Regions from separate parts of the Sus scrofa genome. Here regions 1 and 3 are each linked to region 2. Evidence: chromatin contacts called from public HiChIP or PLAC-seq and promoter capture Hi-C data. All regions are on one chromosome and are shown on one strand. Each heading gives the region's core, a stretch centred on a gene start, on an enhancer-like site or on the middle of the called end of the contact. The rest is flanking DNA. Distances are from core to core; before and after follow the strand shown. Region 1 overlaps KMT2C (histone-lysine N-methyltransferase 2C). Region 2 has its middle 12 kb from the start of CCT8L2. Region 3 has its middle 27 kb from the start of XRCC2.

The links. Promoter capture Hi-C pulls out the DNA fragments that hold promoters and counts their contacts. HiChIP or PLAC-seq counts read pairs in DNA pulled down with a chosen protein or histone mark.
Region 1: an H3K27ac HiChIP or PLAC-seq map of alveolar macrophages shows a contact between it and region 2. The contact joins two enhancer-like sites. A contact is called at or near these places in 2 of 5 promoter capture datasets (fetal liver and liver), 17 of 47 Hi-C or Micro-C datasets (alveolar macrophages, embryonic fibroblasts, fetal heart ventricle and 10 more) and 2 of 2 datasets of contacts at active chromatin or transcription factors (alveolar macrophages and skeletal muscle).
Region 3: a contact with region 2 is called in a promoter capture Hi-C map of liver, with 5 times the contacts expected there. The contact joins two enhancer-like sites. A contact is called at or near these places in 1 of 5 promoter capture datasets (liver), 4 of 47 Hi-C or Micro-C datasets (embryonic fibroblasts, heart right ventricle, liver and 1 more) and 2 of 2 datasets of contacts at active chromatin or transcription factors (alveolar macrophages and skeletal muscle).

Annotation. Positions count from the first base shown.
Region 1 is chr18:5,112,343-5,115,042 of Sscrofa11.1, forward strand. All of the region lies in intron 7 of KMT2C (histone-lysine N-methyltransferase 2C), which reads left to right. Among named protein-coding and RNA genes, the nearest start is that of KMT2C, 120 kb to the left of the region's middle. Within about 2 kb of position 1,404, at least 9 of the 83 cell types and tissues checked have an H3K27ac peak or open chromatin away from gene starts, as enhancers often do. A contact at or near this core is called in alveolar macrophages, where this site is marked.
Region 2 is chr18:4,968,095-4,970,794 of Sscrofa11.1, forward strand. No RefSeq gene overlaps it. Among named protein-coding and RNA genes, the nearest start is that of CCT8L2, 12 kb to the right of the region's middle. Within about 2 kb of position 1,312, at least 73 of the 83 cell types and tissues checked have an H3K27ac peak or open chromatin away from gene starts, as enhancers often do. A contact at or near this core is called in alveolar macrophages and liver, where this site is marked.
Region 3 is chr18:4,780,541-4,783,240 of Sscrofa11.1, forward strand. No RefSeq gene overlaps it. Among named protein-coding and RNA genes, the nearest start is that of XRCC2, 27 kb to the right of the region's middle. Within about 2 kb of position 1,406, at least 8 of the 83 cell types and tissues checked have an H3K27ac peak or open chromatin away from gene starts, as enhancers often do. A contact at or near this core is called in liver, where this site is marked.

The DNA of each region.
Region 1 (2,700 bases), core at 154-2,653, 140 kb after region 2:
AAAAAAAGAGTGATAGTATTGCGTTACTATCTGTGGAATGATCCACACTGATAAATCAATAGGTAAATACACGCGTGGTGTAGGTCAAGCCCCATCACTTCTCTGCCCGTCTCTGTCTTCTTTCCAGATAGTAGTGCCATTCTGAATGGGGTCGTTTTCTCTTTTGATCATTCCCCAATAAATGTGTAGCCTAACTGAGTGGCCCTGAAGGTCATCCATGGAGTCGTTCATAGTTAGGAGAAAGAAGTCACGAGTCAGTGCCAGTGTGAAGGGAGGTCACCGGTGTGGTCAGCTTCGATCCAAGTTTATGAATTTATAATTGTCCAAAACCCCCTCTGGAGTCGGGTGAATCTTTAGAGTTCTCCTCACGTGCTGGGGGTAGAGTAGTGTGACGGGGAAGATCTTGGCTATTTCCAGAGGTTCCCCAGGGGCAGCGTTTGTAAAAGTGCTGAGGACTTAGAACAGGCTTTTGTTTTCCCAAAGGACAGATGTCAGAACGCTCTTGGCTTTGTTAGGAGGACACGTGGCCGAATGTATTAGGATATATCCCACCTCTCTTTTCAAAGAAAATAAACATTTCATCTTCAAGATAAAGGGGACATTCAAGATAAACAATGATGGTGTAAAAGACTTTTCAAGGAAACGTGCTGGGGGTTGAACATTTTGAAAATAGTTGTTTGGAACTATTTATATTATATTTTATTGCCAGAAGCAATGAAAGTTTGTAAAGAAACAAACAACAAAAATATTTTCACATTTGTTGCCGTAAATCTTAGCATTTCCTGATCTGTCTAAAATATTCTGAGAGTTCTTTGTTTTAAACTCATTTATTGAAAATTAATACTTTTGACTATGGCAGGTGACAGTCTACTGGCTAAATTTTTGATACTTTTGGTTGGGATTGAAAAATGGTTGTAGAAATATGTGCTTCTGTTTAGATCTTATTTTGTGCGAATGATTTTTTTTTTTTTTTTTTTTTTTTTACAAAAAGCTGTGACAGATACTGAAATAAATTGAAGCTGGAATAGGACTGTTCATTCTAACAAGATGGAAAAGAACAAGATAATAAAGCCTGGCGGCAGCAAGGGGAGGGATCTCCATATTCCCTCAACTTTTGGGTTGTTTACCTCTTTATGTACACATTTGAGCATGTGTCCTTAGTATACATTATTATTTTATTGGATACGTATCTCTCCTTTATGGCACTTGCGTTGTTTCTGTATTCATTATTATGGGTCTCCCAGCCAGGGCTATAGGCCTCGTGAGGGCATGGATCCTGTCTATGTTGGCTTGTGATTTGACCTCTGGTGCCTGACAAACTGCCTGGCACACACTGGAGTCGTTTCTGTGAATGGACCGTCCCAGTAGAGGGCAGTACGGAATGCTTGGGCTCCAGTGGACAGGAGTGCGCTGCTGGCACCTAGTGGCCGCTCCTGGACACGCGCTGCTCGGGACTGTCCGCCGCTCAGGGCCAGCACCGCTGAGGTCGACCGTCCTGTTCCTCCCATTCAGAAACCAGAACATGTACTGTATTTCCGCAGGGGTTAAGTGCCAGTCGTTATCAAGCCGTTCCGTTTTTCTGGGCTTTCCCTCGGGTTGTTTCTCAGTTTTTCCAGGGGGAGTTTGTCTTTTGGTAGATTGAAGAGTACACTCAGGGTGAACCTGTGTTTCAGGAAAGGTAACAGTGTTTCTCTCTTGCGCCTTTGGGGGTGCTGCCAACCCCTTGGAAATCTGGGTAATTTGACTGTTACCAAGAGAATACTTAAATCGTGAATTTACAAATGTTTGATCATTTATTTACCTAAAGCTCCTCTTTCTGGCACTTTGCTCATTGCCCCCCAAAGAAATAACCTCTAAAACTTCCCATATATATTTCTGTTCTTTTAACTCGTTCTGAATGAAATGTTCAGTCTTACTTTAAAAGTGAAACATGAAAACATTACTTACAGTGTCTGCCACTTCGGATGGTTAATTTCTTGTGTTTCCTTCTCCCTCATCCCAGGCTGCAACCCCATTGTTCAGTTCTGTGGTAATATTCTGCTCTCGCGCCACTTGTTTTTGTGTAAAAGCCAACTTAGTTCTGCAAGAGAGTTGTGTGTTTTTTTTTTTAAATATTTTGGGTTCTTTTCATTGACTGAAAAAGAGAAGAAAATAGCTTTTCTATGATAAGGTTGGAGTACACATCAGGCATATAGATAAGCGATGGAATGTCAGAGTAATTTCTGTTTAAAAAGATTAACAATGTACAGCCAAAGTCTCTCTCCACACCTGTCCTCTAACCAACGAGAAGTAGTTTTGTGGGTTATTTGGGTGCTTTTTAAGGGCCACACCCACGGCATATGGAGGTTCCCAGGCTAGGGGTCTAACTGGAGCTACAGCGGCCAGCCTACACCACAGCCACAGCCACACCAGATCTGAGCTGCATCTGCGACCTACACCACAGCTCATGGCAATGCCAGATTCATAACCCACTGAGGGAGGCCAGGGATTGAACCCGCAACCTCATGGTTCCTGGTGGGATTTGTTTCCACTGTGCCACGAAGGGAACTCCAACTGAAAGTAGTTTTATAAGGTCACTTAAGATGTGGTTTGTATCTTTATGTAAGATGATCTCCACGTACCTTTCTTAGGAATACTGTGTTGTTGTTTTTATATATAATCCTCGTGCTTCACAGTGAAAACCAAATAATTATCAAAGTA
Region 2 (2,700 bases), core at 62-2,561:
GGGTTGGTCATTGTTGCTTAAAACAATGCCATCACCTTGTTCTGGAGAAAAATTAACATAAATTGAATGGCCAAGTAGTGAAAATTAAACAGAGCATTACTGTCTATTCAATGCAAAAACCCTAAGCAAATTTGCATTGAGAAATATAATGAACGGAATCTGTACATTAACATATCTATTGCTTAATTAGATTGTGCATCAACATCCATTTTGAAGACCTTAACAAGACGGATATGGCTCTATTATGGGTCCATATTGAAAAGAAATGGACTTAGGGTCTAAGCAGTAGAAATACGAGGGCACAAATCCTACATGATGTTGGAGCAAAGTCATAATCCCGGCCTTAGGCTAATGCTGACTTCTGATTGAGGCTTTTATTTCATTTCATTCACTTGGAAACAACTATAGACAACTACGTGCCCAAGCTTAAGCTGGTGGAAGTGTCTGAACTACGACCAGGGCTGGGAAAGAGGGAAAACGGATCCCCCGCCACCCGTCCCGCTGCAGCGACACAAAGCGCGTCCTCCGCCCTCCCAGCCCCGGCCGCCCGTCGGCTAGTGCGGCCTGCCGTTCGCTGCCTGGCGCGAGAGGCCAGGTCCTCTCCCGGGAGAAACAGGTGACCCGGAAGGCCGGGACGCGCCGCGTAGGGCCGGCCCTACTCCGCGTATGTCGTCGGGGCCGGCGCGCGTAACCGCCTGCGCTGCCCACGGCCCCGATCGCCGCCCGCCAGGGGCCCGGACGGGATCCGGAGGGACGGTTCTCGTCCCGGCGGCTCGCGCGGGATCCCTCCGCCGTCCGCGGGTTCTTCCGCGCCAAGTAGTGCGCGGCCGGCCGGCTTCCGCAGACGCGGGCCCGCGGGACCAGTCCACTACTCTCGTGAACGCGCGGCGTGAGGACCGCCGTGGGTGCAGAGAGTTTTCAACTCTGAAGGGCCGTTCGAAAGATACACATTCTCAACTGCGAAGCCGCGGTGGGTCCAGCTGTCATGAAGACAACGTGCGGACGAGCTTCTGGGAGCAGCGTCGGCCGTAGGGCCGGGGAGGCAGGTGTCCCGGCCGCCCGCCCCGCCCCCACCGCCGGCAGGAAGAGGAAGCAGCCGGGCCGGGCCCCGCGGGCCACCCGGCGGGCCTCGCGGGGCGGGGGTGCCCTAGCTCGCGGAGGCGCGTGACCTAGTTCGTCCCGAAGTGGATTTGACAGGTTGTCAGCCGGGCTCCCCGCCCCCATCGCCTTCCGGGTCCGTCTCCCCCGGAGCAGGGCCGAACGGCCGCCAGCTCTCCCTGGCTCAGCCTCCCATTGGTCCTGGCGCCCCGCCTCCGTTCCTGGCCCGGGTTCCCATTGGCTTCGAGCCTTGCGGAGCACCGTCCCCGCCCCTGCTCCTTTCCTATTGGCCCTCGAGCCACCTGGTGCCCCGCCCCGCCCAGACTAATCCTCCCATTGGCCTCGCGCCCGCCTCCCCGTCCCTACCCCACCTCCCCCGCGCGGCCCCTCTCCGGGACCCGAGCCCTGGCAGGCCCCCTCGGCTCGCGGTTCCTGCGGGCGTCCTCAGTTGCCGGCCTTTCTCCGCCCCTTCCCGAGTCCTACTCCTGTCTCTTGCCTCTCCACTCCCAGTATTTGCTTGTCTCCCCTACGTCCATCTCCCCGCCCTGCTTCTGTCGCTCCCGGAGCCTGATCCCCGAGCCCGGCTGCACCCCGCGCCCCCTGCCCCGCCTATTTCTGGGGCTCCCAGTCCAGCGCTGCCCGCACGGTTGCCTGCAGCCCTTTTCCTCCTCTTTGCGTCACTTCGCATTTTCCTTTCTTCCCTGAAATCGCTGCCTTCTCCAGGTTTCCTCCTGGGGTCCAATCCGTGAGGTCTTCACCGCTCCCCCTTTCCCCGCCCCACTCCACCCTTCCACTCCTCCCCTCCTCCCAGCCTTCGCCGCCCTCCTACCCGGTCTCCCTGAACTCAGTAATCCGGAGAGGCAGGGATAAACACGATAAATATCAACGTTAAGATGGTTATGGCTTTGCATTTTTGAAACGGAAAATGAACTGGAACGCCCAGACCAACCCAGCCCTTGGATCGAGATTGAGTTCTTAAAGGACCATGTGAGCCTGTAATGACAAACTTGATTAGCCCAGAAATATAATCAGTTCTTTTTACCTGCGGAATCTACTCTTGCTGTCGATTGTTTATTCAATATTGTTATTCTAACAGTTTAAGTTTTGTGTGTGTCTTTATGCTAGTTTTGTAAACTGCTTTTGACTCTAAGGACAAATTGATCGATAAAGCCGAGGGAGCTAATCCTTACACAAGTCTTTCAGCTTCAAACAGGAGAAACCCTTGATTACTCGCATGAGGAGACTCGGAAACCTTTTCCAGTGCTATTAAATTGGGCGATCTCAAACTTAAACCCCCGTCAGACCCTAGAGGTCCTTTAGGAGACTCCATTATGTGTCATTAATATCTGTGGAAGCATGGCAGACTGCTGTTTGCAGCGTCATTCCGAGCTGTCACAGGGGTTCTTTACAAAAGCTCCTGCAATGGTCTCTCTTTTTTTTGTTGTTTGTTCGGTTTGTTTTTTGTGTTGTTTTGTTTTGTTTTGTTTTTTGCTTTTTTATGGCTGAAGCTGCAGCATACAGAGGTTCCTAGGCTAGGGGTCCAACTGGAGCTACAGCTGCCGGCCTATGCCACAGCCACAGCAATGCGGCATCCAAACCGAG
Region 3 (2,700 bases), core at 156-2,655, 190 kb before region 2:
GTGCACTTCAAAAGAAGACACACACTCCTAGGCTCAGATGCTGGGCTTGGGAAGCAAAAGATGGGTCCAGACTACGTCACCGAGACTCTTCCCTTTGTCCAGGCAAGGTTTCAGGTGCAGCAGAGTGCCAGGAACAGAGAGTATGAGCATGAACGGGGGAGTAAAGAGACGAAGTGTTAAATTCTATCAAAGCGGGACCCATTGTACAGGGAAAGGTCCCAGTGCAAAGTGAAAATGTGGGGGCCATGGCGGGGGAAGCATGAAGAATTTCAAGATTGTGTCCGTTCTTTGAGCCAAGCCCGCGGCCATCCTAAGTGGAACCATGTTTGTATACCCTGGTTCCAAGACCACAGGATCCCAACCGTGCCATGTCGGGGGTACCCGTGCTCTGGGAAAACAAGGAGCCCTGTATTCACAAACTCTAGAGCCCAGTTCCCTGGCTCTGAGAACCTCTTAGAATGAAAAAGACACTCCAGAAGAAGGAAAACCTCTTTTTTCCTGCAGAGAATCCTTTAAGGGCGAAGGTGACTTAGCATCTGATGTGCTCCTCTGTCAAGTTTGGAGGCTCCTGTGACACTTTACACTTTGGGGAAAGTGAATGCCGTGATAAGGGGCACAGCTTTCCCACAGCTCCAGCTACCTGCCAGGCTCAGGAAGGGATACAAGTTTGAAGACCTAGTTTGAAGATTGCTTGTGTGGAGTTCCCGTCGTGGCGCAGTGGTTAACGAATCCGACTAGGAACCATGAGGTTGTGGGTTCCATCCCTGGCCTTGCTCAGTGGGTTAAGAATCTGGCATTGCCGTGACCTGTGGTGTAGGTTGCAGATACGGCTCGGATCCGAAGTTGCTGTGGCTTGGCATCCCTAGTAGGCCGGCAGCTACAGCTCCGATTAAAACCCTAGCTTGGGAACCTCCATATGCTGTGGGAAGCGGCCCTAGGAAAGGCAAAAAGACTAAATAAAAAATTAAAAAATGAATCTTGGTCGTGAAAAGTCTGAAGCTTCTTGTTTGGGATCTATCTTGTGATTAAGCTCTTCAGTCTTCAGGCTTCTGCTGGCCAGTAAATACACACTCAATACCCCTCCAAATCCTCTCTCTCCAGCCCGCCTTTCTTCCTGTCTGCGAAGGTGAGGCACTACCTGTATTAGACGCTAGGAGGCAATGTTGCCTAGTTATCTGCGTGAGGCTACAGTTCAAGGTTTGGGTTTTTTTTTTGTTTTTTTGTTTTTTTCTATCTCGATCCCACTTAGCAGCGGACTTCGAACCCTTGTTGTAAGGAGATGAGGAGGTCACTTAATTGTCTATTTCACAGCAATTTAATTATGATAACTTTATGAGCGGCACTGCAAAACACAAAAACGCAAAGGTGCTTTTAAAAGAGGCGCCATTATTATCTCGATTACATAAACCATTCGACCTAAAAGCACGGGGTCAACTCCTGGTTTCCAGGCCGGCTGAGGTTCTAGTGAACGACCATATGGAACTGAAGCAGAGCTAGGATTCCCCCGCCCAGGTACCCTGGGAATGCGATATAGCTCAAGGACTGGCTTTGTGATTCTTATGGCCTGAGGCTTAACAGATTTCCTTTGTTGGCAAAATAAAGTGGAAATGATACTTCTAATAGTATAACTTTCAAAGCTATGTTTCCACCCCCATCGGGCCGCTAATCCCTCCCACGGCACTTCCTGATGAAGCCAGCTGCGGGAGACGCACCAAGTTCTCAGGATGCGCACGGAAACAGACACACACATTGCCTTCCACCTTCTCGGAGGCTCTCCAGCCAGAAAATTCATGGAGTTCCCACTGTGGCTCAGCGAGTTAAGAACCCGACGAGGCCCTTGAGAAAGGCCTTTTGATCGGAGGAAACAGAACCATAGAAAGAGCACCGGGCAGTGAAGGGAAGTCCCCTGGGGACAGTCTACAGAGATGAATTGGAGCATGTTGTATGTAAAAGACATCAAATGTGGCATTTAGCATGTGCAAATCAAGAACCAGTTAAGATTTTTTTTTTTGTCTTTTTGGGGGCAGGGCGGGCGGGCAGCATATGGTGATTCCCAGGCTAGGGGTGGAATCGGAGGTACAGCTGCTGGTCTACACCACAGCCACAGCAATGCTAGAACCTTAACCCACTGAGCGAGGCCAGGGATTGAACCCGAAACCTCATGATTCCTAGTCAGATTTGTTTCCGCCCCACCACAACGGGAACTCCAAAAGCCAGTTCAGATTTTTAGAACAGAACTCTTCAATACCTGCCCTTTTTTTTTTTCATTTTTTTATTACTCAATGAATGTAGCACATTTATAGTTGTACAATGATCATCACAGCATTTCCATCCCAAACCCCCAGCGCATCCCCCCACCCCCCAAACTGTCTCCTTTGGAAACCGTAAGTTTTTCAAAGTCTGTGAGTCAGTATCTGTTCTGCAAACATTCTGTTCTTTTTAAGATTCCACATGTAAGTGATAGCATTTGACATTGGTGTCTCATTGTATGGCTGACTTCACTTAACATGATAATTTCTAGGTCCATCCATGTTACTAAAAATGCTGGTATTTCGTTCATTTTAATGGCTGAGTAATATTCCATTGTGTATATGTACCACATCTTCTGGATCCACTCCTCTGTCGATGGACATTTAGGTTGTTTCCATGTCTTGGCTGTTGCAAACAGTGCTGCAGTGAACATCAGAGTACATGTGTCTT